Regions from separate parts of the Zea mays genome. Here region 2 is linked to region 1. Evidence: chromatin contacts called from public Hi-C data. All regions are on one chromosome and are shown on one strand. Each heading gives the region's core, a stretch centred on a gene start, on an enhancer-like site or on the middle of the called end of the contact. The rest is flanking DNA. Distances are from core to core; before and after follow the strand shown. Region 1 holds the start of LOC100278420. Region 2 holds the start of LOC107546758 (trehalose-6-phosphate phosphatase2).

Region 1 (3,945 bases), core at 709-3,208:
GTAGCCTTCGTATCATACAACAGCTCGTGCATGTTGCAGAAGCATTTTGCACTTAGCTCTAGTCCTTGGCTCCTCACGTCCAAATAAAAATCTTCATCCTGATTATAGCTTCGGGGGTAATCTGATGAAGAAAGATCTCAAAGGTCTTCAACTAGAAATTTACTCAATGGAAACTGAAGCACTACCTTCATGAAACTCCTGTAAACAACAACTTCGTCCACCTCAGGTGCAGGGGCGACGCTGTCCCCTCCAACTCTCACAATGGACATATCACGAAAATATCTTCCTTTCATAGCATCAATCTGGCTCTGTTTGATGGATGACTTTCCGAAGATAGTGTGGCTCGGCCGCCAGGGTCGATCTTCGACATCTTCGTTCCCACTTTCCACATTAAAGTTTTCGCTATCACCAGAATCTGTAGACAAATCAGCTAGCATTTCATTTGTAATCTTCTATGTGTTTGTCTTCTCCATAGCCTCGTAAAAACCAGCTAGAGCAGGATCAACAACTTTCTTCTCTTCAGCCATTTGGTGAGCACTTGTGCAAATGCCGAAACTCACAAATCGAGCAAAATATGACAGAACAAGAGAATTCAACCTTGAAAAATAACACAAGCGATTGAGATGGCGCATCAAATGCTATCACTGCAGGTTCCTATTTATATGCCCAGCGCATTGCACAGGCCCTACATGTCATTGACTTTCGCTATTCTAGCGAAGGGAAGATGTTTTTTCGGACCTTCGGCTAAAGGCCTTCGTTCACGTCGCAGTCTGAATTTGTTAAATACAAAAACAAATTAATACTACGAGGGGCTACTGTTGGGGGCCTTCCTCTTCCGAAGGTCCTCAAAAACTTAACTAACATGTTTCTCAGTATAAGACTGTTACAGGAGGTTTTCGGCCTTGAGATGAAGGTGTGCGTAATATGAAGGTGCGGTATGAAGGAAGGGTGAACGGGCGCCGAAGCTGTGCCTGAAGGACCTTCGGCTTAGCATGATAATGATGGTGAAGGATGGAACCGACTTAAAAGAGAAAAGACCACCTAGTCCTTGATAGTTTGCTTTATGGTCAACAGTAAATGTCAGGGACACGAATGTAATTTTGTCCAGGCTGCCTCATGTGCCTATAAATATATGAACAGTAACACCATACTGTTCACGCTGAATTGTAATCATTCTCGCGTCACTCTCGCTTTTCCATCTTCTGTCAAGCCGAAGGTACAAATATAATAAAAATGTCATTAATGTTTATCCATGTCTATAAAATGGGAGTATAAATAATCTAATGATTTGTAATGATTGTTTATATTCCTTTGTGTTTCATATGTCTCTATTTATATTCTGTTCACTAAAATCATGAAGGTATGCCTTTCATAACCTTCGTCTGAAAATCATTATATGATAGGAGAGATAATGCTTCGAAAGACGAATGTCTCTAATCATTAATAATTATGTTGCTTTGTTTTTTATGTATAGCATATGAAAACAAGGACCAACAGAAGATCTTAAGCTAATCCAATTACTTATCGGAGGAAAAGCATTGCGATCCATTGCAAGGAGGAGTACCATTTTATGTAGGAAAAATATCTAAATTGCCCTTATTATTATCTATAAACGATGTTGTATTTGAGTTGGTTCAATATACTTCTTTATAAAATTTGTATTTTTTATTTATTTATGTATAAACTGAGTTTTCAATATTTATATTTTTGGACATAGTTATAACATAACGTATTTTTTGTTTGAATTGAAGACTAAATTTGTACATAAAAAATAAAAAATTTATTAAGATATAGCTTAAACTAACTCAAATAGATGATGGGATAAATTGAACTAAAAATAAACATCATAGATGAGAGTAGTTTATTTTTTATTTTTTTATTACTTGGCGGTTTCTTGTAGCGCCACTTCAACCCCCTGTCCGCCCTCTGCTTCCACTCCCACGTCGTTATCCGGAAGAGCAACGGGGAGGAGAAAGATCCTCTCCCTCCTCCTCTGTACTCTTCTTTCCCGTCCCCTCCACGTCTCGTCTCCTCCCTCGCTGCGGTGCGGGATACGGGCTAGATTCAGTCAGCGCTCATGATCCGGAGGATCGAGGGCAACAACCAGCGCGGAGCGGCACAAGCCTCACGTGTCCGGGATCTCTTCTCCGCCCAGTAGGCTTCCTTGCCTTCGGGCGGTTTCCAGGTGAGGGAGGGCGACTCGCCTTCGTCTGATTGCTTTCTCTCTTTCTTCTTTCGTGCGATGTTGATAGTACCACCTCGCCCTCGGTGCCGCGCCCGTCGCCACGATCTGGTCTGCAGATGCTCATCTTGACTCCTGTGCGTCCAGTGAAACCCTCACGTGACGGGACTGAAAATGAACTCGACTGGAATCAGTATAGTGTCCGATTGGGGGGGGGGGGGGGGGGGGGGGGGGGGGGGCAAATCCCTCGCTTGCTGCCCTCAGATCGAGGACCCCGTCGAGGAATCGCTGTTTTTTTTTCTGGAAGTTCCCATCCTGAAATTGGTTATCCATGTCTTTTGAGTTCCCCGTTCCGATTGCTCAGGAAGTTTCCCACTCTGGAACCGGCCATTGCTTGATTGCTTCTTGGTCTACCGTGTACTTCAACGTTGCCTTGCCTACATGTCTCAGCATCTTATATATATTTAGACAAGACACTTGTGGTCTACATATCGACTGTAGTGTTGGGTATCTAACCTCCTGGTACCATCTATACTCCTTCAATGCTAAGCAATCATTGACTGATATAGTGATAGCTCCAGCCAACAGTACTTTCAGCATTTCATTTTGTTATATATGCATCTTGTCAATTCTTTGTTTGCCCCTGTTCTCCTGGTGGAACAAGTAAGCGCGTGCTAATCCGATGCCGAACAATTTTTTTTTGTGGCGCACAGGTTGGTAGCATGTGAGAGTGATGGCGGCCGCCGAAGCGAGGGCTGCCTGGCAGCGCGCCGCCAACCGCTGCATGGTCCAGGAGGACGCCAAGCGAGCTCCCCATCTGGTCTGCTGCTCGCCGCCCCTACAACCGCACGACACGAGCGATGGAAATCCTCTGAGCCCGCAAGATCTCCATGTCCCTACATTTGTGCCCATCAACTGGAACCTGATGAACTCCAGCCTGCCCATGGAGACCCAGTGGTGGCTCCAGTTGCAGCCCAACTTTGGGTGCCAGGCAGCCTTAGCTAGGGAGCGCCTCAACTATGTAGGTGCGGAAGCCGCTGAGAAGAAAACGGAGGGTCTAGCGCCAGTACCTAAACTTGAGGATGTCCAAGCAAACAAGGCCGCAGATCCTTTTGAGCCTCCATGGACCATTTCCGCGGCTGTCATGAAGCAAACATCTGGAACGGGTTTGGAAGAGTTGAAGAATCTCGCTTGCTATACCCCAGTGAGCCTCGACTGCAAAGGTAGTGCCAACAGATGTGTTTCCGAGGATAACAAGTTTACAGATTTCAAAGCTTTCGATCCTCTCTTCCCTAAGCCACAAAAGGAATACTGCGAAATGCATGCCCCCTGGAAAGAAACCAGAAAATCTCAGCCATGGTGGCAACTAGCTGATGCCGATGGTTTGGCTTCCCTTGTCGCTGAAAGAGCAATGGAAAACATTGTCGACAATGATCTGCCAAGGCCCACTCAGACAGTCCGGGTTCATGGGGGTGAAGTGAAGGTCCCTGAAAACAAGGATGATTATGGGCTGTCTGCTCTTTGTGCGGACAAAGAGCTGGATCCTGCACATGACACTATGGAGTGCAGCTACAGTGTTTCAAGCACCACCAACAACGACACGAACTCTTCTGATGGGGGGCATTGGCAACAACATCAAAGAAATAAAGAGCCCGGGTAATTTACCTTCTTTCACAACCAGTTAAATAACCACAAGTCCAAAACTACAATGATGTGTTTTCCTTGTGTGGTTTCCACTGCCTTTTCCCTGTTTTATGTAGTTC
Region 2 (3,610 bases), core at 763-3,262, 360 kb after region 1:
CTCGCCCGACCCCAGGGCTCGGACTCGGGCTCAGCCCCGAAAGACGACGAACTCCGCCTCGCGCGACCCCAGGGCTCGGACTCGGGCTCAGCCCCGGAAGACGACGAACTCCGCCTCGCTCGATCCCAGGGCTCGGACTCGGGCTCAGCCCCGGAAGACGACGAACTCCGCCTCGCCCGATCCCAGGGCTCAGACTCGGGCTCGGCCCCGGAAGACGACGAACTCCGCCTCACCCGACCCCAGGGCTCAGACCCGGCCTCGGCCTCAGCCGACGGTCTCTGTCTCGCCTGACCCAGGGCTCGGACTCGACCTCGACCTTGGAAGACAGACTCAACCTCAACCTCGGAGGAGCCTCCGCCTCGCCCAACCTAGGGCTTGGACCGACCACGCCACAGGGGGAGCCATCATTACCCTACCCCTAGCTAGCTCTGGCTACGGGGAACAAGACCGGCGTCCCATCTGGCTCGCCCCGGTAAAACAAATAATGATGGTGCCCCGCATGCTCCATGACGACGGCGACACTCAGCCCCCTTACGGAAGCAAGAAGACGTCAGCAAGGACTCGACAGCCCCGACAGCTGTCCTTCCGCCAGGCTCCAGCGCTCCTCCGACGGCCACGACACCACACGAACAGGGTGCCAAAACCTCTCCGGCTGCCACGACGGCATGTACTTAGGGCACTAGCTCCTCTCTGTTAGACACGTTAGCACACTGCTACATCCCCCATTGTACACCTGGACACTCTTCTTACGCCTATAAAAGGAAGGTCCAGGGCCCTCTTACAGAGGGTTGACCGCGCGGGGAAGGACGGGACGGCGCGCGCGTAAGCCTCTCGCTCCCTCCCACGCGGACGCTTGTAACCCCCTACTGCAAGCGCACCCGACCTGGGCGCGGGACAAACACGAAGGCCGCGGGTTTCCCCTTTTACGCCTGCCTCCCTCCGGCTTTTTTCCCCCCTTCGCGCTTCGTCTCGCGCCGACCCATCTGGGCTGGGGCACGCGGCGACAATTTACTCGTCGGTCCAGGGACCCCGGGGTCAAAACGCCGACAAATATCATTTGCAAGCTTCAAAATTCACCTCCAAAGTCGGTAAAACCATGTCCCTAGGTGTTGTGAAGATTAATTGTACAAAGTCGGTAAAAGCATGTCCCTATTTACAGCTGGATTTCAACTATCCAAGTCTAAATATAATCATTAGGGACGGTGGCAGTTGCAGGGCGGGTGAGACTGAAGCCCCCCTAGCCCCTATTGCTCATAGAGCTCCATAAAGCCCTCTTAAAAATGGCATCCTATATTTCTCTGTATGTATTTTATGATTTTTATTGTCCATCGATGTTTTAATATACGGCTACTTTAAACTATTATATTTGTTTATCATAGGTGGTTTAGTAAGATTGTGTGGTGGTAGCGGTTTAGTACGACCACTCCTGAAAATTTTTTAGGGCTCCATCTCTGCTAGTCATCAACAAAGGTCCAATTGAGCTTTTGGAGTCCAATCCGCATTTTCTAGATGGATGCTAATTTGGTATCAAAAGGATCGAGTAAGGAATGAACCTTGGAACCTGAAACCGCCGCCGTGGTGTTTACTTGTTTTAAACCAAAGTTTACAAACCAAATAATTTTCATGGATATTTTATATATCCAGGTCAGGAAACTGCGATTCGAAACCAAACCTGGAGCAGAAAACGAATAAGAAAGGCACGTGCTTCAGCCCACCAAGACAAAAAGAAAACGGAGCTGTAAAGCTCGGCCTGCGCAATAGCAAACAGCTAGCGTAATAACGAGAGCCTTGTCGTGGAACGAAGGAAACGCCAAAGGACGTCACGCGCTTGAGGCCTACACGTATGCGCCGCGGCGGGCCCGGCACGTGCACCTGGCGCCGAGCTGGGCCGGACTCGGCCAAGGCCGCCCGCAGTGGCCCACGCCGGATCCGCGTCACCCCGTCGCCTCCCCTCCCGCAGGCCGCATCTATAAAAAAAAGCGAGCTGCGATCCTCCCGCCTAGTCTCCTCAACGCATCCACGACGACAACACCAATCATTCCTTTCCAATCTGCAGCCAGCCTCTGATCGCCGTCGACCGACCGATCGGATGCCGATGGCGAAGCCGAGCGTGGCGGTGGCGGAGGCTTCCGGCGTCCCAGCGCAGGCGTCGTGCTCGTGCCCCTGCCCGGGGACGACGCTGTTCCCGTACCCGCCGCCGCGCGGCGCCAGCGGGATCGCAGCCGCCGCCGTGCGCCGCAAGTGCTTGCAGGCGGAGGTGGGCGGCGGCGCCTGCTGGGGCGTGGAGTCCATGCGGGCGTCGTCGCCCACGCACGCCAGGGCCGCAGCCGCGCTCGCCGGCGCCGGCGCCGACGAGGAGGAGGAGCGCGCCGCCTGGATGGCGCGGCACCCGTCGGCGCTGGGCAAGTTCGAGAGGATCGTGGCGGCGTCCGAGGGCAGGCGCATCGTCATGTTCCTGGACTACGACGGCACGCTGTCGCCCATCGTGGACGACCCCGACGCCGCCTTCATGAGCGAGACGGTGAGCAGGCCGAACCAGCTAGCTAGCGCGTTAGTAAGTTAGTTGCGTACCTGCTGTTCGGTGGTCGGTCGATGCTGCTCACTTGCTCATGCTCACGAGAGCTTGTTGGTTTTGGCCAAGCAGATGCGGATGGCCGTGCGTAGCGTCGCCAAGCATTTCCCGACGGCGATCGTGAGCGGCCGGTGCCGCGACAAGGTACCCACCCCACCCACCTCACTGCATCATATATACTAACTGACAACAGCAACTAACTAACCGAGAGGGGTCTTCCGACGCATGCATGCAGGTGTTCGGGTTCGTGAAGCTGGCGGAGCTCTACTACGCCGGCAGCCACGGCATGGACATCAAGGGTCCGGCCAAGGCCTCTTCTTCCCGGCACGAGAAGGCCAAGGTGACACATCATCGCCTAGCTTATTCATCCATTGTTGTAACTTTATTAACTTTTATACAACCGAATCGAACCAAATTAACAGGCAAAAGGAGTCCTGTTCCAACCGGCAACGGCGAGCGAGTTCCTGCCCATGATAGAGGCTGTGCACGAGCGCCTGGTAGAGACGACGCGCAGCATACCCGGGGCCAAGGTGGAGAACAACAGGTTCTGCGTCTCCGTCCACTTCAGATGCGTCGACGAAAAGGTTCGCCCGCCCGCCCGCAATAATTAGCCAAAACAGCCGTCGTTTTCAGCTTTATCTGGCTGGCTGCTCTCGCCCCCGTGCCCCCCTCCACTTGTGCGTATTGCTGCTATACGCCCTCCATTGGCAAACACTAGACCTAATAAATAAGCTACGAGACGCATCGTCCTAACTGACATGATGATCTATGGTCGATTCGATCGATGGTGTTCAGATGTGGGGCGAGCTGTGGGAGTCGGTGAAGGGCGTTCTGCGGGAGTACCCCAGGCTGCGGCTGACGCAGGGGCGGATGGTGCTGGAGGTGCGGCCCACCATCAAGTGGGACAAGGGCAAGGCGCTCGAGTTCCTGCTCGAGTCGCTCGGCTTCGCGGGCTGCACCAACGTCCTGCCCGTGTACATCGGCGACGACCGCACCGACGAGGACGCCTTCAGGGCGCTGCGGCGCCGGGGCCAGGGC

What was found. A called contact is a pair of places that touch in the nucleus more often than the background predicts.
Region 2: a Hi-C map of endosperm shows a contact between it and region 1, with 7 times the contacts expected there. The contact joins the promoter of LOC107546758 here to the promoter of LOC100278420 in region 1. A contact is called at or near these places in 4 of 25 Hi-C or Micro-C datasets (bundle sheath, ear, endosperm and 1 more).

What each region holds. Positions count from the first base shown.
Region 1 is chr2:181,734,700-181,738,644 of Zm-B73-REFERENCE-NAM-5.0, forward strand. LOC100278420 reads left to right here and starts at 1,959. Exons shown (of 3, transcript NM_001374046.1): 1 at 1,959-2,185; 2 at 2,896-3,838. The coding sequence starts at 2,916.
Region 2 is chr2:182,098,966-182,102,575 of Zm-B73-REFERENCE-NAM-5.0, forward strand. It overlaps LOC107546758 (trehalose-6-phosphate phosphatase2), which reads left to right and starts at 2,013. Exons shown (of 6, transcript NM_001322791.1): 1 at 2,013-2,521; 2 at 2,645-2,716; 3 at 2,808-2,912; 4 at 2,995-3,156; 5 at 3,368-3,610. The coding sequence starts at 2,090.